Regions from separate parts of the Sus scrofa genome. Here regions 2 and 3 are each linked to region 1. A link is a contact called in public HiChIP or PLAC-seq data. All regions are on one chromosome and are shown on one strand. The core of a region is the stretch at or near the end of the contact, and the rest is flanking DNA. Distances in the headings are between cores, read along the strand shown.

Evidence for each region. HiChIP or PLAC-seq counts read pairs in DNA pulled down with a chosen protein or histone mark.
Region 2: a contact with region 1 is called in an H3K27ac HiChIP or PLAC-seq map of skeletal muscle, with 2.6 times the contacts expected there. The contact joins two enhancer-like sites. A contact is called at or near these places in 2 of 47 Hi-C or Micro-C datasets (embryonic fibroblasts and epiblast stem cells) and 1 of 2 datasets of contacts at active chromatin or transcription factors (skeletal muscle).
Region 3: a contact with region 1 is called in an H3K27ac HiChIP or PLAC-seq map of skeletal muscle, with 6 times the contacts expected there. The contact joins two enhancer-like sites. A contact is called at or near these places in 2 of 47 Hi-C or Micro-C datasets (embryonic fibroblasts and epiblast stem cells) and 1 of 2 datasets of contacts at active chromatin or transcription factors (skeletal muscle).

Annotation. Positions count from the first base shown.
Region 1 is chr10:11,231,815-11,236,592 of Sscrofa11.1, forward strand. LOC110255736 reads right to left here. Exons shown (of 7, transcript XM_021065090.1): 4 at 2,184-2,285. Among named protein-coding and RNA genes, the nearest start is that of TRNAT-UGU, 79 kb to the right of the region's middle. Within about 2 kb of position 2,942, at least 4 of the 83 cell types and tissues checked have an H3K27ac peak or open chromatin away from gene starts, as enhancers often do. A contact at or near this core is called in skeletal muscle, where this site is marked.
Region 2 is chr10:10,597,876-10,602,653 of Sscrofa11.1, forward strand. LOC110255632 (a long non-coding RNA gene) reads right to left here. Exons shown (of 2, transcript XR_002336202.1): 2 at 1,261-2,032. Among named protein-coding and RNA genes, the nearest start is that of DUSP10, 310 kb to the right of the region's middle. Within about 2 kb of position 2,671, at least 2 of the 83 cell types and tissues checked have an H3K27ac peak or open chromatin away from gene starts, as enhancers often do. A contact at or near this core is called in skeletal muscle, where this site is marked.
Region 3 is chr10:10,713,609-10,718,386 of Sscrofa11.1, forward strand. All of the region lies in intron 1 of LOC110255633 (a long non-coding RNA gene), which reads left to right. Among named protein-coding and RNA genes, the nearest start is that of DUSP10, 190 kb to the right of the region's middle. Within about 2 kb of position 2,498, at least 24 of the 83 cell types and tissues checked have an H3K27ac peak or open chromatin away from gene starts, as enhancers often do. A contact at or near this core is called in skeletal muscle, where this site is marked.

The DNA of each region.
Region 1 (4,778 bases), core at 1,692-4,191:
ATGCACAGCTCCCATGGCTCCCTGCTCTCATCTGCCTCCTCCTGACTCCTTTGAGTCCTGGCTTCTCTGAAGAAAGAGAAGGCATCAAATTTTTCTGGACCCCAACCATCTCCCTAGGATCAGAAAGAAGGCGGCCACTTCCAGCCTCTTGGTTCTGCCTGGAGAGGGGGAGGGGAAAGAAGGGGGGAGGGGACAAGGGAGCCTCAAGGGAGTAGCTGGGGTCTAGAAGGTTCCTCGTCCTCTGTCCTCTGTTCCACACAGATGCCTGCAGGTGGGTGGGGACCCCTGTCGCAGAAGCGAACACAGCAGAAACACTCTTGCCATCAAATGGCAATCAAAGCTCTTACAGCTCCCACGCGTCCCCTCAGAAGCGAGGTTCATTTTAAAAAGAATCCCTCCAGCAACTTCAGGGCCCTCACTATTCTCCTACCTTCCCCAGCTGCCAGCTTTGAGCTTTCTGCTTCTCCGAGACAGTCTCTCACATTGACTTTCCCCTTGAGGAATTTTTGGAGATGATATTAGCAGATGCCCTTTTAAACCCAAAGCCGAACACCAATGGCAGGTTTGGGTTTGTTTAGTAAACGGCTCGCTTCTGTCCTACATTCCTGACAAGTTCCTACTGACTGCTTCGCTTATGCTTAAAGCGATCTTTTAAAAGTCCTACCTGAAATAACTGAAGCAGCTTTATTCTAATGGACATACAATAAACGGCAGGTATTTAAAGTGTACGACTTGATGAGTTTTAACAAAGGGACACACCCAAAAAGCCGTCCCTCCCACCGAAACGAGCTGGGGTTTGGAACCGGCACGTGCACACCCGTGGTGAAGGAATGACTGACCAAGAAGGACCTGCTGCACAGCACAGGGAACTCTACCCAGTGTTCCGCGATGGTCCCCGTGGGGAAAGAACCGGAAAGAGAACGGAGCTGTGTCCATGCAGAACTCCATCCCTTTGCTGCACAGCAGAAATTGTCGCAACACTGTAAGCCAGCTCGACTTCAATACAACTTTAAAAAGTGAAAAAAAGAGAGAAACATAGCCATCACCCTCCAGAGTTTCTTCAAGCTCGTCTCAAACCTATTTAATAGCAAAATCACATAGGTTCTGCCCTAGATCTGACCAGAACCAGCTGCCTGCCCCTGGGTCTCTTTGCAAGTTTTCATACCCTCCCATGTTAAGGAAGGGGTTGGATTAGACCATCTCGCTCGTCCTTTAAGCCCAGGCTCTAGTCTGGAGCCCAGCCTACGAGGGTGGATGGTCACCCATGGGGTCTCTTATTTGTTCTTTCTGCCCAGAAAATTCATCCTCCAGCTAGGACACAGCACGTGACACAACAGTATTTCTAAAACCTTTTGAGCAAAAGTCCATCCACTCCAGTGCGCCTGTAACGGGGCTGCCCAGTGCAGTCATGCACAGCCCCACCCTCAGAAGGGGCACGCACTTGGACTTGCCATCCTGAAATCCCCAATAATTGTATCTTTGAATGTGTGCTTCATAAGTGAGGTCCCTGGGACAATGGAGCAGGGGACGTGGCACTCTTCTCATAGGCAATCCTACCTCCACCATCTCCCCACTTTTCGCCTCTCGGCTGGCTGCTCTCTCTGCCCTGGTTCTTTGGTCCCTTGTGATGCCATCTCAAAGCACTGTATCCACCATCTGGGGTAGAAACCAAGGAACCCTGGAGGGAGAGGCTTGCATTCTGCTGTCATCCTCTGCCCCCAGCAGGAGGAGGACCAGGGGTAAGATGTCCACGCTGTAGAATCTTGGAACAGGGTCACCCTGCACCTGGCTGGCAGCACCACTGCACATTTGAATGGCAACTTGGGGGACGGGCGGGTGAGCTTCAATCCAGGTAGCAAGCAATCCAGGCACAGGTGGGGCCGCTGGCATTAGAGGAGGGGAAACTGCCTCTGCCACCCCACCTGCCTCCACATTTTCATTTTGCGCCAGGGCCCACAGAGTATCTCTAAGACTGTATTTTATGACTATAAATGGCCTCGTGCCGTCTAGGAACCAACAGGACTGTGTCTCATCTATGCTAATACAGGAAATGACATTTCCGAAGCCACAGGTAATGACTATTTGACGATCCTCAGCCCCTGGTCAGCAGGTCACCCAGGGGCCACCAGAGACAGATGGCGAATCTCCACCTGGTTCAAGGAACAGTACAAGATGGTACTAACCGAGCTGGGGATGGAGCTGCAGTCAAGGCCAGGCTGTTGTGTTGCCGAAATCTCAGCCGCCTCTGCACACGGATGACGCCAAATAGAAACCCAGAGGCAGAGCTGGAAGAAACAGAAAAAGTAGCTTTAATTGCCAGGCAAAGAGGGGACACAGCGGGCTAGTGCCTCGAAGACTGTGTCCTTCTTTTAGAGGGGCTAGTGAGGAGTCTTAGTGTTGAAGGAGCCGGGGTGTTAGGAGATGTGCAACAAGAGATGCAGCTTTGCTACAGCAGCTATCACATCTTCCCCACTGGTGGGTGGCGAGGTCCCTGGGGCTCCGCATCATCAGCCTTCTGGGGCCGACGTGCTGCGGGCAGCACCTGCTGACTTCTTCCACCTGCCGGGGCTTCGGCACCTGTCAAACGGCTTCAAGGACATTGCTCAGAATATTATCTATAGTCTTTGAAGAACTGAAGGTGCTCGACGGTGTTGAAGGGCTAAGCTCTTATTGCCCTGTCTTGCTTGGCTGTTTTCCTTTTTCTCTGTACTTCTCACTTCTCTGATTAAACTCATTTTTGATTAGCGGTTTTCTATGTATAAAAAGGCAGGTGGAGCCATGAGTGGGGTCCCCCCCGGGAGGCTCGCAGGGTCCGGCTTGGGTAGGGTGGCACCGGGAGAAGCATCTAAGTAGATGACAAGCCTTCCTGCTCCGAGTCAGGGCCCTGCCTGCCCTCCTCCAGAAGCCTGTCCCACCACCGCGCCGCTGCTTGAGATGGCTTTGATGGAAGGCAGCACCTGTCCTCCTTTGCTGCGGCTGCCGCGGCAAAGACCCACAGACTGGGCGGCTTAGAGCAGCAGGATTTTCCTGCCTCATGGTTCTGGAGGCTGAAGTCTGAGATCAGCACGTCAGCAGGGCTGGTCCCTTCTGCTGTGACGGAAAATCCCAGCCTATCGCAGGCCTGGTCCAGCCTCTGCCGGTTTGCAGGCAGCCTCTGGCCGTCCTTGGCTTGAAGGGGCATCGGCCTGACCTCTGGCTTCGCCTTCACATTGCATCCCCCCTCCGTGTGCATCCGTGGGTGCAATTCCCCTTTACAAGGACAAAGGCCCTGTTAAACGAGGGCCGCCCCACTCCGGTATTATGACACCAACATAACTAAGTATGTCTGCAACAAACCTATTTCCAAATAAGGTCACATTCTGAGGTATTAGTGGTTAGGATTCCAACGTGAATTTCAGGGGGAACACAATCCAACCCATAATAGCCCGTGAGTCAACCGTCAGAGACCACGCTTCAACAGTGACTCCTGGGGGAGGAAGAGCATTGGCCAGCTCAAAACCCACACCAAGGGCGAGCGAGGTTTTTTCTGTTTGTTTTGTTTTGCTTTGTTTGTCTTTTGAGGGCCGCACTCGCTGTATATGGAGGTTCCCAGGCTAGGGGTCGAATCAGAGCTGTAGACGCCGGCCTATACCACAGCCACAGCAACTCGGGATCCAAGCCTTGTCTGCGACCTACACCACAGCTCATGGCAACACCAGATCCTTAACCCACTGAGCGAGGCCAGGGATCGAACCCGCGTCCTCATGGATGCCAGTCAGGTTCATTACAGCTGAGCCAGGCCGGGAACTCCAAGTTTTGACTAGAGAGAGAAAAGTCGCCTGCAGGTCTGTTGGTTCTCAAAGGCAGTCGGGGGTCAGGACAGAGGATTAGAGGGAGCGAGAAGAAGCAAGAGAATGAGGAGTCATCACACGGTAAGGGGGTAAAAGGCCACAGAGAAGAAGGAGACCAAGGACAGGTTTTGTGGGCTCCACGAAGGCCTGAGTGCACTTTTGAAGCTCGAGGAAAGCTGCCTTTTGAAAAAGGTGGCCTGTCTCCAGTCTGTAACTTCATTCTCATTTTCCCAATTTGAAAACTTAGACACACACACACACACACACACACACCATCAGAGAGCTCGTCTCTAACAAGCTTCCCGCAAAGGGAGTTCTTCCAGGAAGAAATCTTCATCTCCCGCTCAGTGTCCAGGCCTGAATCAACACTTCCTCGCTGTGTTAAGCAAAATCCTGCGGCATCTGCAGGCCTGGACATCAGAAGCCAGTTACAAAAGAAGAAAAGAAGTTGCAATTGCTGCAGCTTCCTGAAAAGCAGCAATTAATTCAACGCTTCTTCAAATGTGTGCGAGTGTCCTAGAATGTACGTACGAAATGGCAGGTGGGTATTTAAAATCCAATTTGGAACCGCTGCCTTGTCAGCAGTCGGCTCCAGCACCTGCAGTCTCTGCTGCAGTCCTGCCTTCCGAACAGCATGCCATGGTGCTGGCTAACTGCTTCAATAGCAGACGAAACGTATGTGCGATTCCAATGAATACACTTATTTATGACCCTAAATGCTCAACAGATTAGCAGACTTTAAAAATTCATTTACACTTCTGTTCTGAACCCATAGACTTGTTCGCTTCATAAACATGAGCTCATAGTAAGGAACTATTAGCATTTCACAATTGCTGTTTGGGGCGCCTGGCAAGGAGGGGCTGCATAGATGGGTTTTACTTTTTTTTGAAGCCACGTGTGTTGAAATTCTTCTGCAGGGGGACACGACCAAGCCTGGGCCAGGAGTGG
Region 2 (4,778 bases), core at 1,421-3,920, 630 kb before region 1:
CCTTATCGTTTTTCCTGTATCACACATATGCCTTGTTCAAGCCCTTGCCCTTTCCCAAATAGGCTAGATACTTTCCTACTTCCGGATATTTGCCTACCTAGTTCTCTCACTCATCATCCAACTTTACGTCTTTTTCTACAAAAGAGTAATTCTGAGCACTTGCCAACATGTTCCCGCTCTTCCAGTCAAGCCTCTACCAGATCTCCTACCTCTAATCCAACCTTCTGGTCCTTCCTAAGGATTTCTCTCTGCCCCAAAGTCCCCGCTCTTTACCAATCCAAACCCCAGTCACCACTCAAGGGAACCACTTCCATGGCCTCTTTCTGAAGGCTAGCATCCTTATTTAAGAGGCTGAGCTCTATCTTTAGAAGCATGGTTAATTCTAGGGAGAGGAAGGAGAAGTGTGATCAGGGAGGAATGTTCAGAGGGCTCCATTTATGGATAACATCTCTCAAGATAGGTGCTATGTGTACGTATGTGCTGTTTTGCATATAGTTCTTTATATCATTTTGTATGACTGAATTATTTCATGAAAGAAATGGAATAAGTCCCTTATTAAGCATGCACCTGGTACAAGTTGTTTAATTTCTTTATGTACCGGTATCTCATTTGTAAAATGGAAATCTTGATGGCTCCACATTATAGAGAGTTGCGAGGGTTCATAATGTAAATTAATGCCTACCAGTTATTTACAAAGTGCTTGACACAGAGTAAACACTCATAAATGTTGGCCGTGATCTTCGTCTCTCTCTCCATCCTGAACTCCTTAGAGTACATTTGCCACAAATTATGAAATTTAACATTTAATTGACCCTGACTGGTTCTGTAACTTGTGCTATTTTTTTCTATCATACTACACTTTTCTTCTCAAGGATGTTACAAACACATCATTGGCGTCTTACCCTTCTTCATTTGTTCTGTAGACCCCGAGGGCACTGGAACAGATGGGGAAGTATTTGCAGGTTGCTTGACTGGAATGATCTTTTCAAGAATTCACTATATGGAGTTCCCATCGTGGCGCAGTGGTTAGTGAATCCGACTAGGAACCATGAGGTTGCAGGTTCGATCCCTGGCCTTGCTCAGTGGGTTAAGGATCCGGTGTTGCTGTGAGCTGTGCTGTAGGTTGCAGATGCGGCTCGGATCCCGCGTTGCTGTGGGTCTGGTGTAGGCCGGCGGCTATAGCTCCGATGAGACCCCTAGCCTGGGAACCTCCATGTGCTTTGGGAAGCGCCCCCCCCCCCAAAAAAAATGAATTCACTATAGGACCCTTATGGTTTTTTATTTATCTATGTCTGAATATTAAAAGGGAAACGTATGCATGTTTGTTACTTTCTTCCTGTAACATGACCTCTGGGATGGCCACTTTGGGCTCACATGTGAAATATATGAATCAGCAGAGGACCCGCTCATTCAAAGACTTTCCAAAACCCACCCACGACTTCCTTTTTCTGTCGAGAACTGGGTCATCACCCAACGATTCAACCAGCCAGCACACCTTCCCCCTCTTAAAACAGTATTTCTGCAGGTTAGCGTCTCCCGGAGTGAACCAGTTGCCCCACAGCCAAGTTCTATTGCCGATCATCGTCTTACTTTCGCTGGGACTATTTTAGGGGTTGCTTAAACCCACAGTGTGGGTTCTAGAGCCTAGGGCAGAACTGACGTCTCGTCAGGAGTTGGCTGCCGGGTATCACTTTACCCAGCAATAATCCATCTCCCAAGCTGCTGCCTGCCTCTGGGGTGGATCCACTCCAACTCAAATAAAGGGAGTCAGCAGGCTGGCCTGAATCCCTAACGTAGTGTGCTTGCTGGTGACTAAGACATCTCCATGTATCACAGGGGATCCAGAGGTCCTGGGAGGTCAAGTGTTTCACAGGTCTGCCTGCCGTGCAGGCAAGAAAACTTCGGAGCTGATGGTCTCTGCCTCCAAGTCTTCCATGTGGCGTTTGCTGTCTCCAAGTCTTGGGTTCCGTTCATCGAATTTTGAGCAAGCTGTTTAGTGGAACTGCCTTTGCTGTGGCTGGGGACTGGGCAGCTGAGCAGCGAGTGGCCAAAGGGAAAGGCAAGAGGTCAGAATAATGACGGTAAAGAATCACAAAAAGAAACCCCACTCAGTGGGATAATTAGGTCTCTGAATTGTGTCTAAATGAGTTATAAATTATGCTAAAAGGATAAAATTGAAGGAGACACAAATGAGTCCTCATACCCAATTTGCTGTAGTGAATCTATTGCTTATCAAGTAGAAGAAGCCTTTAAGACAGAAGCAGAAGGTGTAAGTCAAGATTCAGTGCAGGAGTTCCCGTCGTGGCGCAGTGGATAACGAATCCGACTAGGAACCATGAGGTTGCGGGTTCCATCCCTGACCTTGCTCAGTGGGTTAAGGATCTGGCGTTGCTGTGAGCTGTGGTGTAGGTCGCAGACTCAGCTCGGATTCTGCATTGCTGTGGCTCTGGCGTAGGCCGGTGCCTACAGCTCTGATGAGACCCCTAGCCTGGGAACCTCCATGTGCCGCAGGAGCAGCCCCAGAAATGGCAAAAAGACCAAAAAAAAAAAAAAAGATTAAGTGCAGCTTCAATCAAACATGCCTCAGATGCTCCGGCTTGCCCGTCTCTACCTCAGTCGTCACCTTCTAAACTGCATCCCAGGTACACTGCAACCCACCCCCCACACCACCAACCGCAACCACAGAGACCTGTCTGGCCTGGGAATTCCACTCAGTTCAGGCCTGACTTCCGTCAATTATCCCAGATGCTAAACTAATTGGCTGGATGCACAGATGAAAGAATCTAAGTCTAGAGAGGCAGGAAAAGTACCCTCCTGTGACCAAAGCCATTAAACCTCAATTAGGACATAGACAGAGAAGGCGAGGATGAGTCGGGGGTAATTACCAGGCCTGGTCTGGCAGCTCAGTTCCTGCAGCCCAGGCCAGAGCAGAGGATTTGGAAATCCGACCCCAGACAGCTGCAGACGGTGTGGGCTGATCAGCTGATGGCATCCTGCCAGCCTCTCCTCCCTGCCACCGGCAGGGCAGCTCCTTCGCTGTGTGCCCCTTACAGCTTCTCATTGCTTACTGAGCTGACTCCACCCATTTCAGAGACAGTCAAGCACACAGAGAGCCACCCAGCAGCAAAGAGCTACAGAGCCCAGCCTGGGAGACCACCACTGACTGGGGCGGGGATGCTGCTCCTTGTTGGCATCAGAAGCATCTCTAGAAAACCCCTTCTTCATGCTTCAGGTGAATGGGAATCTAACCAAAGGCCGCATTGCCCTCAGCCTAGGTCCTTGGAAACATTTGATGACCAGCCGGTCCAGGCTATTGGTTAAAGGCTTTCTTGAGCTTGGAGGGATCCCTGCCTTCCACACTGAAAGCACATGAAAGACCAGAAGGGAAAGACCTTTCATGGTCTTATGAGCTTCCTGCTGTGACCCCCAGATTCACATACTGAGGTCCCAACCCCCAGCGCACGAGAATGTAACTGTATTTGGAGGTAAGATTGGAAGAGGTGAGTTAGAATGAGGCCATTAAGGTGGGGTCCTGATCCAATGTGACAGATGTCCTTATGAGAAGAAGGACTGGGACACAGACTGAGAAGTCCTAGTGATGCCCAAGGACAGAGGGGGGGGGGCACGTGAAAGTCATCCAGAGACAGACCATCTTCCAGCCAAGGAGAGAGGCTCAGGTGAAACCAAACCTGCTAGCACATCGATCTTAAGTTTCCTCTCGTTCCTTCTCGTCTAAACCACCAGCCTCTGTATTTTGTTAGGGCCCCCAGACTAACACACACGGGTTCATGAATTCATTCAACAGCTATCTGCTGAACATTTACTCTGTGGCAGACATTGTGTAGTTGCTGGCAATACAGAGCTGAAAGTGATGAATTGGGTCCCAGCTGTCACAGAGCTTGTGTTTCTATGAGGGGAGTGACTAGAAAGGTAAGTGAATGAACAAGTTAATTTTAAAGAGATGTAAGTGTGACGAAAGAGCCAGAGCAGGAGCACGGAACAGGGTGGGGGGGGGCTTTAAATAGGGCACTCAGGAGTGCCCGTCGTGGCGCAGCAGAAACGAATCTGACTAGGAACCATGAGGTTGTGGGTTCGATCTCTGGCCTCACTCAGTGGGTTGAGGATCCGGTGTTGCTGTGAGCTGTGGTGTAAGTTGCAGACACGGTTCGGATCCCGCGTTGCTGTAGCCCTGGCGTAGGCCCCTAGCCTAGGAACCTCCATATGCCGCAGGAGCAGCCCTAAAAGGACAAAAAAAAAAAAAAAAAAAAAAAAAAAAAAGCGCACTCAGACAGCCTTTCCGAGGGTAACAGTGGAGCCAGGCCCTGAAGACAAGAAGCTATTAGAGAGGGACTGGCATGAATGGGGAGCTTGGGGTTAATAGATACAAACTATTGCCTTTGGAATGGAATAGCAGTGAGATCCTGCTGTGTAGCACTGGGAACTATGTCTTGTCACTTATGATGGAGCATGACAATGGGAGAAAAAAGAATGTGTGCATGTATGTGTAACTGGGTCACCATGCTGTACAGTAGAAAAAGAATTGTATTGGGGAAATAACTATTAAAAAAATAATAATAAAAGAAGCTATTGGAAGACATTCAGAAATCTGGGAGAGAGAGTGTGCACAAGTCCTGGTGCAGAAACAAACTGAGGTCTTTGAGGAACAGAAAGAGTGAGAGAAAAGTGGTTTGAGGTGATTTATGTCAATGGAAGAGGGGCTAGAATGTTGCGAGGCGGCCTTCTGTACACAGCCCTGTTCTCGCCAGGCTGGCGAGGAT
Region 3 (4,778 bases), core at 1,248-3,747, 520 kb before region 1:
TTAGCATATTAGCCAAAGTGCAGCAAATAAGTGAAACTAAATTTCTTGACCCTGTACAGACTTTACAGGGGCCCTTCCTGCTTTTTATTTTCACAATTTTACAAAGCAGCATGGCCCTGCTTGGTTCCTTTTCAAATCAGAGTAAGTGGCCCAGATTTGACGTCCTCAAAAAATGCAAATTTCTCTCCACCAATCTTTCTTGCCCAATGGGAAAAAAAAATTCATTTAGTCTTTTGACATGGCTGTAACATATACTCTGGGGGTTTTAAGAATGCTTTTCAGAGGAAACAGAGATGGATCCTCTCCATGTCATTCTAGCCAAGGTTCACCTAAGCATTTAGAGGTTTCCCTTCCAGTTTTGTGCTGCTCTTATTTCTTCCTCTATGTTCATTCATCACCAAGAGCTATGCTTGGAGAGAAAGGGGTTTTAGTTGCAGAACTTGCTTCCTGTTAATTCTTCCATCCCAGAACATTTTGGAAACAGATGTAATGACTTAAGTGTAATAATAAGAGTAAAATAATTATATCCAGACAACTGAAGCCAAGTGAAAATAATTTTACAAAGCAAATTTCTATTCTCCCTTTTATAGAACGGGTATAAAAATCCTTGCCTCTCTGTTTGCATCCATTAGTTTAAGTGATATTGGCCAGATGATTTACATGGTGATTTTAGGTAAATCTCCTCCACTGTAATATGACTCAGTAGTTCACATATTTGAATAACAATGCTCTCTAAACATAGCAACTGAATAATAAAAGAGTATTATGTGACCCAAACACAGAAATCTGTTTTATATACCACAAATATCGGCAGCATTAAAGATTTCCACTTTATTCTATAGGTCTGGAAGTGTATTTCAGAAGTAAATTGCACAGTTCCATTCACTGTATTCACTGGTATAGTCATTATTTGAGTGAATTGTTTCTTTTTTTTTCTTTTTCTTAGGGCCGCACTCAAGGCATTTGGAAGTTTCTGGCTAGAGATTAAATCAGAGATGCAGTTGCCAGCCTACACCACAGCCACAGCAACACTGGAGCAGAGCCACACCTATGACCCACGCTTCAATGTGCAGCAACACCAGATCTTTAACCCAGGGAGCAAGGCCAGGGATCGAACCTGCATCCTCATGGATACTAGTCAGGTTCTTAACCCACTGAGCCACAACAGGAACTCCAGAGTGGACTGTTATTTTATCCTCAGCATGAAGTTCACAGTAGGCAGTAAATAAACATTGGTCATATTAGTAACAAATGGCATAGGTAATTGTGTTATTAAACACAAAAGTTGGAAGGAAACAGAGCTGTAATCAATATATCTAAAAATATTTGAGGGTCTAGAAATGACAGACCACCAGCATTGGTGAGGGCTGAGGGCTTGTTTTGCTCCTGTTCCAAATACCTTTATGTGTCTAGTCACTTGAGAAACTAATTTGAATGTCCCAAAGATATCAAAAATAATAAAACCAAGCAAAAATGAACAGCAATGACAGAAAAGGAAGTTTTGGATTCAGCACTGTGCTTTGATATACAGTATGTTTATCTCCGTTCCCTCCCAACACCCCACTGAAGCGGCTATATTAAGATAGCACAGTTCTTTCCCATAAAGTACCTCTCCTGGACTAGCTGACTGTTTTACTCTCATGGATGTGTAATTTCACTAAAGCAGAGACAAGGACATCTAGGGCTCTCAGAAACATCCGTGTTTTGTCCAGCAAGAGTGAAGAGGGAGGATTTCTGATGGTAATTATCTTCTGTGTAACAGACTAACTAAGTACCTAAAGAGATAGCCATGAACCTGCTCAATCAGGGGACAGCAAGAGCAGTACTTCCTCCCGAGCATGGACTCGTGGGCATCATGTATGCCTTCCCAACCCCACTAGAGTTACCAGATCAGGTAACTAGGTAGTTATCGCTCTCAATTCTGGGCAGAAAGAAATAAAATCTCATTTTTACACTTCAAAAGAGAGATATTTTTCAACCATCTCAGAGCCAAGGGTTGAAATTGAAATGCTGCTAAGGCAGAAACTGAACCATCACGCCCCACTCCAGAATAGGAAGCCAGCTGAGAAGAGAATTTGTCTATTTTTACAAAAGAAAGATTTCTGGGAGCATAAACCTGTTTGCACACTAAGAACATTGAATTTTACAAACACCAGACGAGGTTTTGGAAGAGGACAAGTCTTTTTTTTTTTTTTTTTTTTTTTTTCACCATTTTCCAAATCATTGGCCACTGAACTGCCTTAATTTGTTCTCCCAGACATCAGAAGATAAACACAAGGAGAGAATGATTACTCCTACTTAGATGAGGGACTGAAAATTATTCCTTTGGCTCTGAGACTTCATTTTATATGTGCACATTTATACCCACTTGCAGCAACATCTAGAAAATTGCTTTAGTTTTAAAAACAATCTGGCAGTCAAGTGGTGCCTCACCCCAGCAAGACTGCTCGTGTGAAGACAGACACCTGGTGGTGAATGTGTAGAACTGCAGGCCAGGACAGAATTCTTTGAGGACGGCTCCCCCTCCACCTCCCACCCCCATTTCCCCTCCTCTTTCTGGGTACAGACTGCTGTTGACCGTGGACATACTGCAGCTGTAGGAAAGTGAGTCTCAAGTTCAAGTCAAGAGATTTCCAGAACAGTTACATCAGCTCCATGAAAGCTCCGGGTCACAAGTTCTCTAAATTATTTAGAAAGCTGAGCAACGGAGCATGCTAACCATTTTTAAAAGCTACTAAAATCGCTCAACCAAGAAGCTGAACAGGAGCCTCAGTGTTTGAGAGTAAAGTTTAATCTCCACCTAAAAAGTTCTGGACTTCCTCTGTCAGGATAATGAGCTTCTGTTTTCTTTGGGGGAATAAAAACGAAGTGTCGATTCCTTTGGCACCACAAAAAAACACACACAAAAAAACAAGCATGTCGAGCTTCTAAATATGGCCCTGCCCCTGAGCTGATCCTGCCTCCATCCAAGTGTTTTTCTCCAAATCGAATCCCCCCAAGAGAAAAACACGTAACTGAAAGACACGGAAAGCCAATCCCTCTTTCTGGTTGCTCCTAGCTCCTAGTTTTGTTCTCTTTAATTTTTAAGTCTGGAGATAAGCTTCTAGAAGCCTACTGAGAGTAGTCCCTGAATTTCCTCGGCATGTACTTGATTTCAGACAGAGGATGGGATCAAATCATGGGCCCTCATTGTCATCTTTGTAGGAGGAAGGGAGGAGGAAAGACGCAGTGCGTCTTCAGGTTGGACCAGGGAGTCTGTTACGTGACACAGGGAAGGGCTGGGGGGGTCTCTGATTTCTCCTGCATCTGCTGATTTCTCAGCTGACTTCCTCAGAGAAAATCCCAGGCACTGCTGCTCCTGAAATGACAAGCTGTGTGGTCAGGATGGCCTTGGTCCAACTTTATCAGGCTTTTGCTGTGTGCCAGGCAGTTTCAAGTCGCATCACACGTGTTTCAGGGGGGCCCTCATGGACACACAGCATCCCGCCCTGGGTCCACCATCCTGTTTCTAAATCACACACACGTACCCGTACACGCCGTAACTCGGAAATAAAGGCCTTCTCTGATAGTCAGAGGCCGACTGCTCCATTTTCCCTTTTTTGGCCGCCCCAGGCCAGGTATCGGAGCTGAGCTGCAGCTGCCACCTCCACCACCACCGCTGCAGCCACACCAGCTCCTAGCCCACTGTGCGGGGCTGGGGATCGAACCTGCATCTCAGTGCTCCTAAGACACCACCGATCCTTTTGCCCCATGGCAGGAGTTCCATTTTTTATTTACTACCACAAAGAAGATGGGAAAAGGTGTCATAAATCCTCCTGTGTTACAAGAGAAGACGCATCACTCCGGGGGAATGAAGCTCTGTGGGCGATGTCCCCACCTCCCACCCTCAGGCACGGTAGCAAGGACTTTCGAAAAGAGTAGGAGAGGCCTGAGGAAGAGGTTTCCTGAAGCCACAACGAGAAACATTGAAATTTCAGATAGCAATCCTCCCTCCTCCCGAAGCCCTTATGCGTAAATGTATTTCAGGATTCATATTTCTTCAGACGCTGGGTAGGTAGCAGAGGCCACACACAGCGTGGTACGTAATAGCCCAGTTCAGGTCACAAGTAACACACCTGTGAGTCTGACACACGAAAACACCTGTTTATCTGACTTTTTAAAAAAACTTCATTGCAGACAACAGACTACAGTCCTGTCTGTGACCAGGGAGCCCTTCCCAGGCGTGCGGTTCTGTGTAAAAGGCTCCGGTGTCTCCCCAGGTTCAAGAGGAACAAACTAACTACAACACAAAGAAGGAAACTGTTGTCAAGGACCTCATTTCCTTTGTTCATCAAAAGCCAGTGCATTCATCCGAAAACCGTAAAAGTTTTCAAGACAGCAGAAGATGTTCATGAGCTGGGGTTGGGCCAAGTGTTGGAAATGACCACATACCCACAATCCATGAAGCAGAATAATTGGCCTTTATTAAAATTAAAAATTTTCCCACGAGTTCGGAAAATGATGGAAGATCATATGAGCAAAGTAAATGTATATATATACATATATATATTTATGACTACATGTAATAATAATATGTAAATATATTTGGTTATAATCTATACATATATATATATGACTGGGTCACTTTGCTGAACAGGAGAAACTGGCACAACATTGTAAATCGACTATACTTTAATTTTTCGGTAATGAAAAAAATGTAAAACTTTGCGCTGGCAAATCACTCTCCACTATCAAGAGAATAAAAGTCAGTCTCCAAGCACTGACGAGGAGAAGATATT